Regions from separate parts of the Mus musculus genome. Here regions 2 and 3 are each linked to region 1. Evidence: chromatin contacts called from public HiChIP or PLAC-seq data. All regions are on one chromosome and are shown on one strand. The core of a region is the stretch at or near the end of the contact, and the rest is flanking DNA. Distances in the headings are between cores, read along the strand shown. Region 1 holds the start of Phyhipl (phytanoyl-CoA hydroxylase interacting protein-like). Region 2 has its middle 42 kb from the start of Gm40689. Region 3 has its middle 26 kb from the start of Gm33979.

The links. HiChIP or PLAC-seq counts read pairs in DNA pulled down with a chosen protein or histone mark.
Region 2: a contact with region 1 is called in an H3K4me3 HiChIP or PLAC-seq map of neural tube, with 3 times the contacts expected there. The contact joins the enhancer-like site here to the promoter of Phyhipl in region 1. A contact is called at or near these places in 1 of 484 Hi-C or Micro-C datasets (nephron progenitors), 10 of 115 datasets of contacts at active chromatin or transcription factors (SST interneurons, embryonic basal ganglia, embryonic forebrain and 5 more) and 2 of 9 other capture datasets (adipose tissue and liver).
Region 3: an H3K4me3 HiChIP or PLAC-seq map of neural tube shows a contact between it and region 1, with 2.7 times the contacts expected there. The contact joins the enhancer-like site here to the promoter of Phyhipl in region 1. A contact is called at or near these places in 1 of 39 promoter capture datasets (embryonic stem cells), 3 of 484 Hi-C or Micro-C datasets (brain and nephron progenitors), 11 of 115 datasets of contacts at active chromatin or transcription factors (SST interneurons, embryonic basal ganglia, embryonic forebrain and 7 more) and 4 of 9 other capture datasets (adipose tissue, embryonic stem cells, liver and 1 more).

The regions. Positions count from the first base shown.
Region 1 is chr10:70,597,832-70,601,025 of GRCm38.p6, reverse strand. Phyhipl (phytanoyl-CoA hydroxylase interacting protein-like) reads left to right here and starts at 1,735. Exons shown (of 5, transcript NM_178621.4): 1 at 1,735-2,021. The coding sequence starts at 1,919.
Region 2 is chr10:70,787,684-70,790,877 of GRCm38.p6, reverse strand. No RefSeq gene overlaps it. Among named protein-coding and RNA genes, the nearest start is that of Gm40689, 42 kb to the left of the region's middle. Within about 2 kb of position 1,642, at least 22 of the 459 cell types and tissues checked have an H3K27ac peak or open chromatin away from gene starts, as enhancers often do. A contact at or near this core is called in SST interneurons and neural tube, where this site is marked.
Region 3 is chr10:70,764,993-70,768,186 of GRCm38.p6, reverse strand. No RefSeq gene overlaps it. Among named protein-coding and RNA genes, the nearest start is that of Gm33979, 26 kb to the right of the region's middle. Within about 2 kb of position 1,541, at least 25 of the 459 cell types and tissues checked have an H3K27ac peak or open chromatin away from gene starts, as enhancers often do. A contact at or near this core is called in SST interneurons, neural progenitor cells, neural tube and 1 more, where this site is marked.

The DNA.
Region 1 (3,194 bases), core at 486-2,985:
GGCTGTCAATATCTAGTTCTGCTGATCTAGGTTTTTGAACATAAGAAATTCACCATTTTTCTTGACAAACAGTAATTTACTCTCTCCTTAAGGTATCTCCTACCTTGATACTGGAATGTTTTTCCCAGCTCAAAACAAAGGTCCATCTCATTAATCCCGAAGTTCATAACGAGGACATTTCACTTAATGATACCAAATTACCTTACACGGATGTTTATCAACCTTCAATTGTGCCAAATTTCCTCACGGGTTTATTTTATCTAAAGCGGGGCCTTCCATTTTATGAGACATCAATTAACTAGATTTAGTTGTTTATGGCTAAATGGATGTGACTAGAAAAGGCAGCATATAGTAATCTATATGTAAATTGTTTTTATTGGTGAATATCAATGTTTGAAATTGGAAAATGAGTAAACATGGAACATAAATTATTACCAATAACTATAAATAATACAAGGGGGAGAGGGGCTTCTTTTGATCCCGTGATACCAAGAAAAACAAAATAACATTCCGAATCAGTAAATGAGAACAGAGGCCAACAGGCTGTCATCTATATAGGCTTTATTTTTAAAACCTTTGCACCATCAGAGTGCACTGAAATATCTTAGGTGCTCCTGAAAGCAATGGGGCGTGCAAATATGGCCATCACTGGAAGACCACAGGTCCCCCTTTCATTTTCTAGGGTAACAAAGAACAGGTGATGTGTTTCAGCCTGTATTTTTCAGTCAGAACAATGCCGGGCCCAGGGAGAGCACTGAAGACTTGTTTGTTAGCTGAGTGGGTGAGGAGGCAAGCTGACAAGTGGCTGTCACCCGGAAGCTGCCTCCTCAGCAGCCAGCCGCCAGCATCCTGTGTAGCCTCACCTGTCCCGCAGCACCGACCTGAGTTCGCGCTCGCTGCCCGGTGCAGTCCTCAGGTGGCCGCTCATTGCTCACTGCGGGGCCTGGTGAGGAACGGCGGCTGGGCGCGCAGAGCGGGGACCGGGAACCCTAGGCGGCTCGGGCCTCAGTTTCCCAATGTGTGTTCAACAAGCAACAGGCGCGCGCTCGCCTCGCCGCAGCCCGGGGTGGCCGTCCGGCTCTACCTGGCATTGTGAAAAGAGCCTAGCCGCCATCGCCGGGCGAGCGCGACGCGCCGAGCAGCTTGCCACAGCCCGCGCTCCTCGCGCGCTCCATCCTCCTTCGCTTCCAGCGGGAGAAGGCGCGCGGGAGAGCCAAGCGAGGGCGCGTGCGCGCGGCAGGCGGGGTCGGGATGCGCAGGGAAGCAGTGGGGCGCGCATGCGCGTGCGCGCGACAGGCGCCCCGGGGGGTACGGTCTACGCGCCCGCAGGTAGGTTGCGGGTGCGCGCCCCAGGACAAGGGCAGCGATGGAGGCGTGTCAGAGCGTGGGCGCGCCACTGGCTGGGAGCGGAGCCCTAGAGAGGAGAGCGGAGGGCGCGTCCGCGTCCGTGCGCGTACGCGCGCGCGGCAGGTAGGGGGCGGGGTCCGCGTGCCGTAAAAAAGGGGCGGGGCCCTGTGCAGGCAGGTAGGCGCGACCCCGGACCCCTGTCCTCCGTGCGCGTGTGCGCAAGGGCGGGCGGCAGGCAGGGGGCGGGGTCTGCGAGAGGTAGGAAAGGGGCGGGGCCCGGGTGCAGGCAGGTAGGCGCGTCCACCGCCAGCCCCGCCCCCGTGAGCGTGCGCGGCCCTCCCTTCAGGCGAGAGCGCGCTCTTCCCGCGCTCGCGCCGGCCGGCGTTCAGTCTACGAGCCGCGCACTCGAAGGAGCTTCTGCCGCCGCTGCCGCCGCCGCCACCACCACCGCCGCCGCCGCCTCGGCCGCGACTCCCGACCGGAGGTTGCCCTCGTCCTCAGCCTTCTCAGGCCTTTCCCGCCCTTCGCCCCGCCGGCCGCTGGCGCCTGGCTTCGACGCGGGGTCGCGAAGATGGAGGTGCCGCGCCTGGACCATGCCCTCAGCAGCCCCAGTAGTCCGTGTGAGGAGATCAAGAACCTCAGCCTGGAGGCCATCCAGCTGTGCGACCGTGATGGTGAGGAACGGAGGCACCGGCGGGAGACAAAAGGACGCGGGCGGAGGTGTCCGGTCCCTGGGAGAGGGCGCCTCTCGGGTCCGCGGGAGAAGGCTGCTGGAGGGAGAGGGCGCCTCTCGGGTCCGCGGGAGAAGGCTGCTGGGGGAAGAGGGCGCCTCTCTGGTCTTTAGGAGAGGGCGCCGCTCAGGTCCGCGGGAGAAGGCTACCGGGGGAGAGGGATCCAATGGGTCCGCGGGAGAGGGCTCCACTGGGGAAAAGGAACCGTTCGGATCCGCGGGAGAATGCTCCGCGGTGGAGAGGGCGCCTCTCGGGTCCGCGGCCCGGTGTTGCCTATTCTGCAGCAGGCAGATCTTGGGTCTCCCGACCAGGGACTTACCCGCCACCGCGAAGGCTAGACTGGATAGGCTTGAACAAAAACTTACCCATTCTCTTGCAAACCTCTGAACCCCAGGAGTGTCTGTCTAACTGGGGTGAGCCTCCTAGTATTTTAGTCGGGGACAGAAAAGCTGCGTTTCAGCACCAAGGACAGACACTAGGCTCTTGGTTCTGGGCAGGGATTATGAGGCTGTCAAAAATCCGAACAGGATATTGGTCCTTCCTCTACGTTTGCTGAGATTCGGTGTGTGTGCAGCACACACCATTGTGTGTTGATGTGTCAGTACTCTATTGTTAAAGTTGGCAGTCTACGAAAAGGAAATGACTGATCACAGGGTCCGAGTGTTAAAGTGCTAGCTAGCTAGTACTCTGCAGTGTGGGCACGGCGCTGTGTGTTGGGCTAGTTAGAGTATCAGTGTTGGGCACAGAATGGTGTGTTGGGCTAGTTGGAGGATAAGAGTTGTTTCAGTGATTTGGAATAAAACTTCATTTGTAAAGAAGTCGTCTGATTGCTGATTGGCCAAATAATTGTTAAATTCTGCATATAAAACCGGTTGACATGGAAATACGATTATCAGTGAAAATGTTCAACTGTATATGAGTAATAGCTATAGAACATTTTAAAAGAAAAGTTATGAGAGCTATTAATTGGTGCACGGTAAGGTCATTAAATGTAGCAGGATAACTCATATAGGAAACAAAGATCTTGATTTTTTTTAAAGGCATTGAAATGGACATTTAAGTCGACTGAGCACTAAAGTCCTGCTTACTAATAATTTTTAATTGTTAGTGTGAATT
Region 2 (3,194 bases), core at 393-2,892, 190 kb before region 1:
CTAAAGGGAAGGGTATTGAACAGACTCTCCAAAGAATGTGTCTAGGGGTTCTATGAGGCCAGGGCAGAGGCTCATCAAACCCTCCCAGTGATTTATGCCATCTAACAGAGAAGCTTGCAAGAGACCTATCTGAGATACAGAACTCAGAGATGTGTGAATGACTTAAGGAGGAAATTTTTGGTGGGAGTTTTTTTTTTTCTCTCCTATGTGAATCTCCCCCAATGGAAAGCAATGGGTGTAGAAAAATGCCAAAGGGTACCACTAATTTTTATAAGAAATTACAGTCTTTGACATGGAAGACAAAATTTTTCTTGGCTATAGATCCTTGATATAATTAGTATAGAATGATTTAATTCTCTTTTATCTTTGGTTTGAGTTTTCAAATTGAGTGTAAAAGGTATGTTTTACATTTATTATGAGAGAAAGGTCATTTTTTCTTCCTCATGCATGAATTCCTAAGGGATGTGGTTAGATGGCTGAATCAAGTGACTTTCTTTAGAGCCAGCCTTAGCTTGTCACAGTGAGCTTTTGAGTACAAGTACTGTTGAATTCTGGTTTTTCTAATAGAAAACTGAGATGTGGAACAAGCCAGGAGAGAGAGTTTTAGTGTTGTAGGAAGAAGTAAAGACTGAGGCAGACCTTAAGCCTGTTTCTTGCCTGTTTGGCCATAATTTACTGAGTTTTTTCCAATGTCCATATTCTGTCTGTACACTGGCCCCCAGATAGTAATCTGATAGGATTGTTGAGGAATTTCATGAGACATAGGTACCTTTGTCCTATGACTGTTAGGACTCGGCACAGGTCAGCTTTTACTTCTGTCACAAACACATTGGCCATTGTTAGCCTCTGTGTTAATATTTCCTGTTGATAGGTAAACCAGCTTTCCAGTGCATCCAAATGGAAAGCACTTGGAAACCTTCAGGTTCTTCCACAGCCATAATAAGAAATGGCAGGGTAATTAGGTGGCCAGGGGACATGATCAACCTCTCTGGCTCTTGGCGTGCTTCTTCTATAAAAGGGCGTGGAGATGAGAGAGACCTTTAAGATTTCCTCCTGCTCGGTGACAATTCTAAGATTGTCTTGTTGTTGTTGATGATGAACATCGAAAGCCTTCATTTGAAGGACAACTTCCTGAAGTTTTAATCTTTTGTGTGTGAACTGCCATCTCCTCCCTCCTACAATCCATTGTCCCAGAAGAATATCTGGGAACCCAGTAAGATAGGTGTTGGTATCTGGCCAGTTGTCTCTGTGTCCTGTAGCCAAGTCTGTGGGGATAGAGTCTAAGGGCTTTGCTGTTGCTCTGAAAAACTGCATGTGTCTTGGAAATAGACTACAGGATGATATAGTCTAGACTTTTAAAAGACTATACTGTTGTTAAGGAGAGGAGAGGCAAGCAATTCGCAAGGAGAACAATGGCTAACTTGATGACAGAGAAATTGAGGACTGTGCCTGACTAAAATGAGAGGTAACTTTCTGTCTTATGGGTAACTGTTCCACGACTGCCCAGGGCTCCCAATTACAGTGCCACCTCCGGTAACCTCTTCCCCTGTCTCTTTTCCTTCTGCTACAAATGTGCCTGCCAAATGTTTCATCCCCTCAGGGCCTTGCTTCTGGTTGCTATGGCAACGGCTAGCTACTCCAAGCTAACCGTGCCCTCCTGCCTTCTCAAACTAGGGAGACTTCAGGAGATGGTCTCTTCCTGGATGTGAGATGACAGTAACAGGAGAATCTCCAGCTAAGATTTAAGACAGACATTCTGAAGCACGCAATCTATAACCCCTCAAATCAGAATAAGGAAGCAGTCTCCCTGCCTACCTATGCAAAGAGCCAATCAATATGTTCCTTGTTACTCTTGTTCAGCCCTTTATGGAACATCGTTGCCTATCTGCTGTGATCAGAGGGATGTGCCAGCTATGGTCTGTCCTGTGGAGAAATGCTGAGTGCTAAGATGCCGTAGTAATATTCAAATTCAATCAACCAGGGTTCTTTCTTAGCCTCTAACTACTGCAAGCTGCAGGAAGAGATGATCCAGTATAAACAGGAACAATAGGAAATTCATAGCAATTTCTTAACCTATAACTCACAACAGGAACAATAGAAAATCTATAGCAAGTTCTTACCCTGCAGCTCACTAACATCTTTCTTACCTACAATAGAGACTGTCAAAATGCCACTTGTGCAAGCTATGTGATTTTTGGAGATGCTAAATTTGAAAAGGGAAAACATTTCAGCATTATGGAAGGGATGGGGGGCTCTGACATGGAAACATCACAAGGTGGGATATCCTTGGGCAAGATTCTACAATATCTCATCAGTTTCATAAGCTGCTTAACTAACTGCTCCTAAAATTTCTCACCTCGGGCATTTTTATTCAGACCCACAAACTCTGTCCCTCCCCAACCCTATTTGCAAGTTGGCATGCACTTGAAAGGGTGAAAGATCAACAGTAGTCTAAAACACTAACCACAAACCTAGAAGACCTAAAGTTGTTATTCCAGCTTTTGGGAAACAGAGCAGGAGGACGGAAATTTCCATTGGAGGCCAGCCTGGGCTACCTGGCAAGATCTACCTTGTCTCAAAAAACCCAAGTAAATAAAAGAACATAAAAAATGTAGTCTAGCCCTAGAATTACATAAACTTTAGACAAGTAATAATTGCAAATAAATCCTAAGCAATTCCTATCCCATGTCTTACTAACTTCTTTCTTTTTTTTTTTTTTCCATTTTTTATTAGGTATTTAGCTCATTTATATTTCCAGTGCTATACCAAAAGTCCCCCATAGACACCCACCCCCACTCCCCTACCCACCCACTCCCCCTTTTTTGCCCTGGCGTTCCCCTGTACTGGGGCATATAAAGTTTGCGTGTCCAATGGGCCTCTCTTTCCAGTGATGGCCGACTAGGCCATCTTTTGATACATATGCAGCTAGAGTCAAGAGCTCTGGGGTACTGGTTAGTTCATAATGTTGTTCCACCTATAGGGTTGCAGATCCCTTTAGCTCCTTGGGTTCTTTCTCTAGCCCCTCCATTGGGAGCCCTGTGATCCATCCATTAGCTGACTGTGAGCATCCACTTCTGTGTTTGCTAGGCCCCGGCATAGTCTCACAAGAGACAGCTACATCTGGGTCCTTTCGATAAAATCTTGCTAGTGTATGCATTGGTGTCAGCGTTTGGATGCTGATTATGGGGTGGATC
Region 3 (3,194 bases), core at 292-2,791, 170 kb before region 1:
GGTTCTGATGGTTGGATGGTAGATATGTCTGTTCTCTGCACATAAGAACAAATTACGTATTCATCTATTAGGTAGGTCATTACTTGAAAGTTTTCACAATATTTCTTTATATTATCTACTCACTGCTTTAAAACCCAGTGGAGTAGACTAGGATAATGATGACAAGACTAATATTAGAATCCAGGCCTTTTGACTTCCCAGTAGTGCATATGGGGTTTACTACATAAATCCAGGGGAACAGCAGAACATCATAGAACACTCATCAGTTTAATGGCTTTGGACTTCAACATATTAGGTTGAAATTCTCAGAGGGCATGAAAGAACTCACCATTTGAATAAAACATTCAACTGTCTTCTCTCATTTGGTAAATAAATTCCTCTGCTCCAGGTATCTAGCTGGGTCTCACAACTGTGCCATTCGAGAATCTCATCTTGGAAGTCGAACACAGAGAGTGTTCCCAATGCAAATCCCAGGAGCCCAGCTGAAGGATCTCTGTAGCATCGCTTGAAATGCCTGCTGTCAGGTCCCTGGGGCGGTTGGCACACTGACTGACTTACTGCCAGCTCATCTGTGTCAAACATACAGGCTTTCCTGACTCCCGTGACAGACTTGTTTTCTGCAGTAACAAGCATTTGGAGAGGTGCTGTGGAGGAGAGCTGGTCCTTTGCTTCTATACAAGAGGTTCCGGGATGCGCTCTCCAGGCATTGACTGTTGACCTGAACAGTTGTCTTTCCAGGAAGTGGTTCCTCTTTCCACTGCCAGACAAAGCATTCAGGAATCAAAGTGTTGGGTTTGGGGATTCTCTGGATGAGCAAAAGTATTCCAGAGAAAGAGTTCACTTTCATCTGAGTTACGATGAGTTATATGAATTCATATGGGCACATGCACATTAATTGATGTGCCCATGGAATGCAGTTAAATAAAATTAGAGGTTTATATATTTTTCTATTAATTAACTTATTTATTCACTTTACATCCTGACCACAACCCCCACTCCCCACAGACAGTACCTCCCCCTTTTCCTTCCCCTCTGAGAAGGGCCAGGTCCCCGATGGGTTCCAACTCACCCTGGCACATCAAGTCCCTGCAGGACTAGGCTCATTCTCTCCCACTGAAGCCAGTCAAGGCAACCCAGTTAGGGAAATGGGCTCCATGGTCAGGCAACAGAGACAGAGACAGGAGATTTATTAAGTTATCCCACCATGATATTTGAAAACAACCAACCAAACAAACACAAAAGCAAAACCCCAAACAAACAACAAGCAAGCCAGCCAAAACCAGCAGAGCTTAGGTTTCTGAAGAGATTTTTTATTCTCGAGGCCATCCAGGCAAAGATCTCCGCATCAACGTTTGTTGTTCTCTTTTAAATGCCTCTAGATCGGTGCTGAAAGAGCTGAACTTATTTCAAAGATGCTAATTTGAGCCTCAGACAGCTGTGGTGGTTATAAATATAAACACAATGGCAGATGACTTGACAACAGCCTTTAGTTTCCATTAGTGCCGTTGCACTAAATGTCCCTTTTGTGCACGGGGCATAAAAAAACGCAGTCAGATGACTGACTTGGGAGATGAGCCTGCAGACTGACCAGCATCTGGGCACTGAGCACTTTTGTTTAAAAGGGAGAGTCAGTCATGTAATAGGGAAAACCCCCACACGAGACTACAAATCTTTACATCTTATTAATCTTTCCACAGTACTGTGGAAACTCCCGAGGAAGAAACTTATCCATATAAAATTGGGGAGGCATGATGTATTCCTAATGTCTATTTATTCTAGATAAATTGATACATACATTGGATCCCATGGGATATTGAGAACCAATAAGTAACTTCACAACTTAACTGAAGTATAATTTAGAGGTGAACATATTGAGTTAAGTTATTTTTAACCCACTTATCTCTGTAATTTTTTTTATAAAGAAATGCTATATGAATGATAAAGTTAACCAAAGCAGCCTAGAAAACAACTAGGAAGTTTCTGGTTACATTCTCTTTCCTGAGTCTTTGCTGAATTTGCTGTGTCTGGTTTGTATTTTTTTTCTCTTCCTCTTCCTCTTCCTCTTCCTCTTTTTCCTCCTTTGTCCCTCTCCCCTCCCACTCTCTCTCTCTCTCTTCCTTTCCTGCTCCCCTTGCCTTCTCCCCTTCTTTAAACAGAGTGCCATTTTGAACTTTGTTTTCTAAAAGCACAGAGGATGAAAACATCCTGGGAGCACCTCTGAGTGTGACTGGGCTGCTGTAGCAGTTAAATAAAAGAAAGCAATCAAAAACTAAAACATGTGCAACTTAATGCTTCTGACCCGGGCGTTTCTCTGGCTTGTCTATTTCCAAAACTAAAGTTGACCATGTGATTGAGAAGCCAGAAAACATTTACCTTATTCAAGCTCAGATCGAAGCTCTCCATATGCCTATCACATGACGAGCTCCAAAAGACCAGAGACTAGGCCTGTGGTTGTCACTCTGAATCTTGCACCTGGCCTGAGGGCAGTTACACGGATGGATAAATGGTCTCTTATAGCATGTGCTAATATGTAATGTAGGTATACTCTTGTACTCTCAATTTTGCTGACAGAAAAATTTTAAGTGATGCCCAGTGTTATCTAGCTAGGGGGGAACAGTTAATATTCTTGCCTGTGTAGCCAAAAATCTAGACTCTTTGTAAATCCAATTGCCATTACACATCTTTAAACCTTGCAAGATGAAGGCCGAACAACCATAGTAAGAGTCTTTCTTCCCAAACCCATGTTCTCAGATCCTGCAGATCTGTTGCCTGATTTTTATGAAAGCAGGAACCTCCTGTCATGGTTCCACAGTCTTGAGGAGATGCTGAAGTAGGTGTATCTGGATTTGAACTTGACTCTGTAACTCAGCTCAGTGACCTGGTATGAGGTGTATGACTCTATGCGCCTAATTTTTCTTTTCTCAGCTGAATAAAACAGATGTAATGCTCTAATCACTTCATCCATATTAGCTACTGGTAATTATATGATCTCCACATTTTCCTTTTTAATACTATAGTATGGACAAGAGTGTAGATCTTTCATCTTACTAGAGAACCACAAATCGTAGGTTAATCCAACCCACCACCCACTTCTAAATGATGCTTATTTGAGGACATCCACCCTTGCTTACGTACACATCGTTTTGCAGCTCCTGGTGTGCTTCAATAGGAGTACTACAGAGTCATAATAGCTA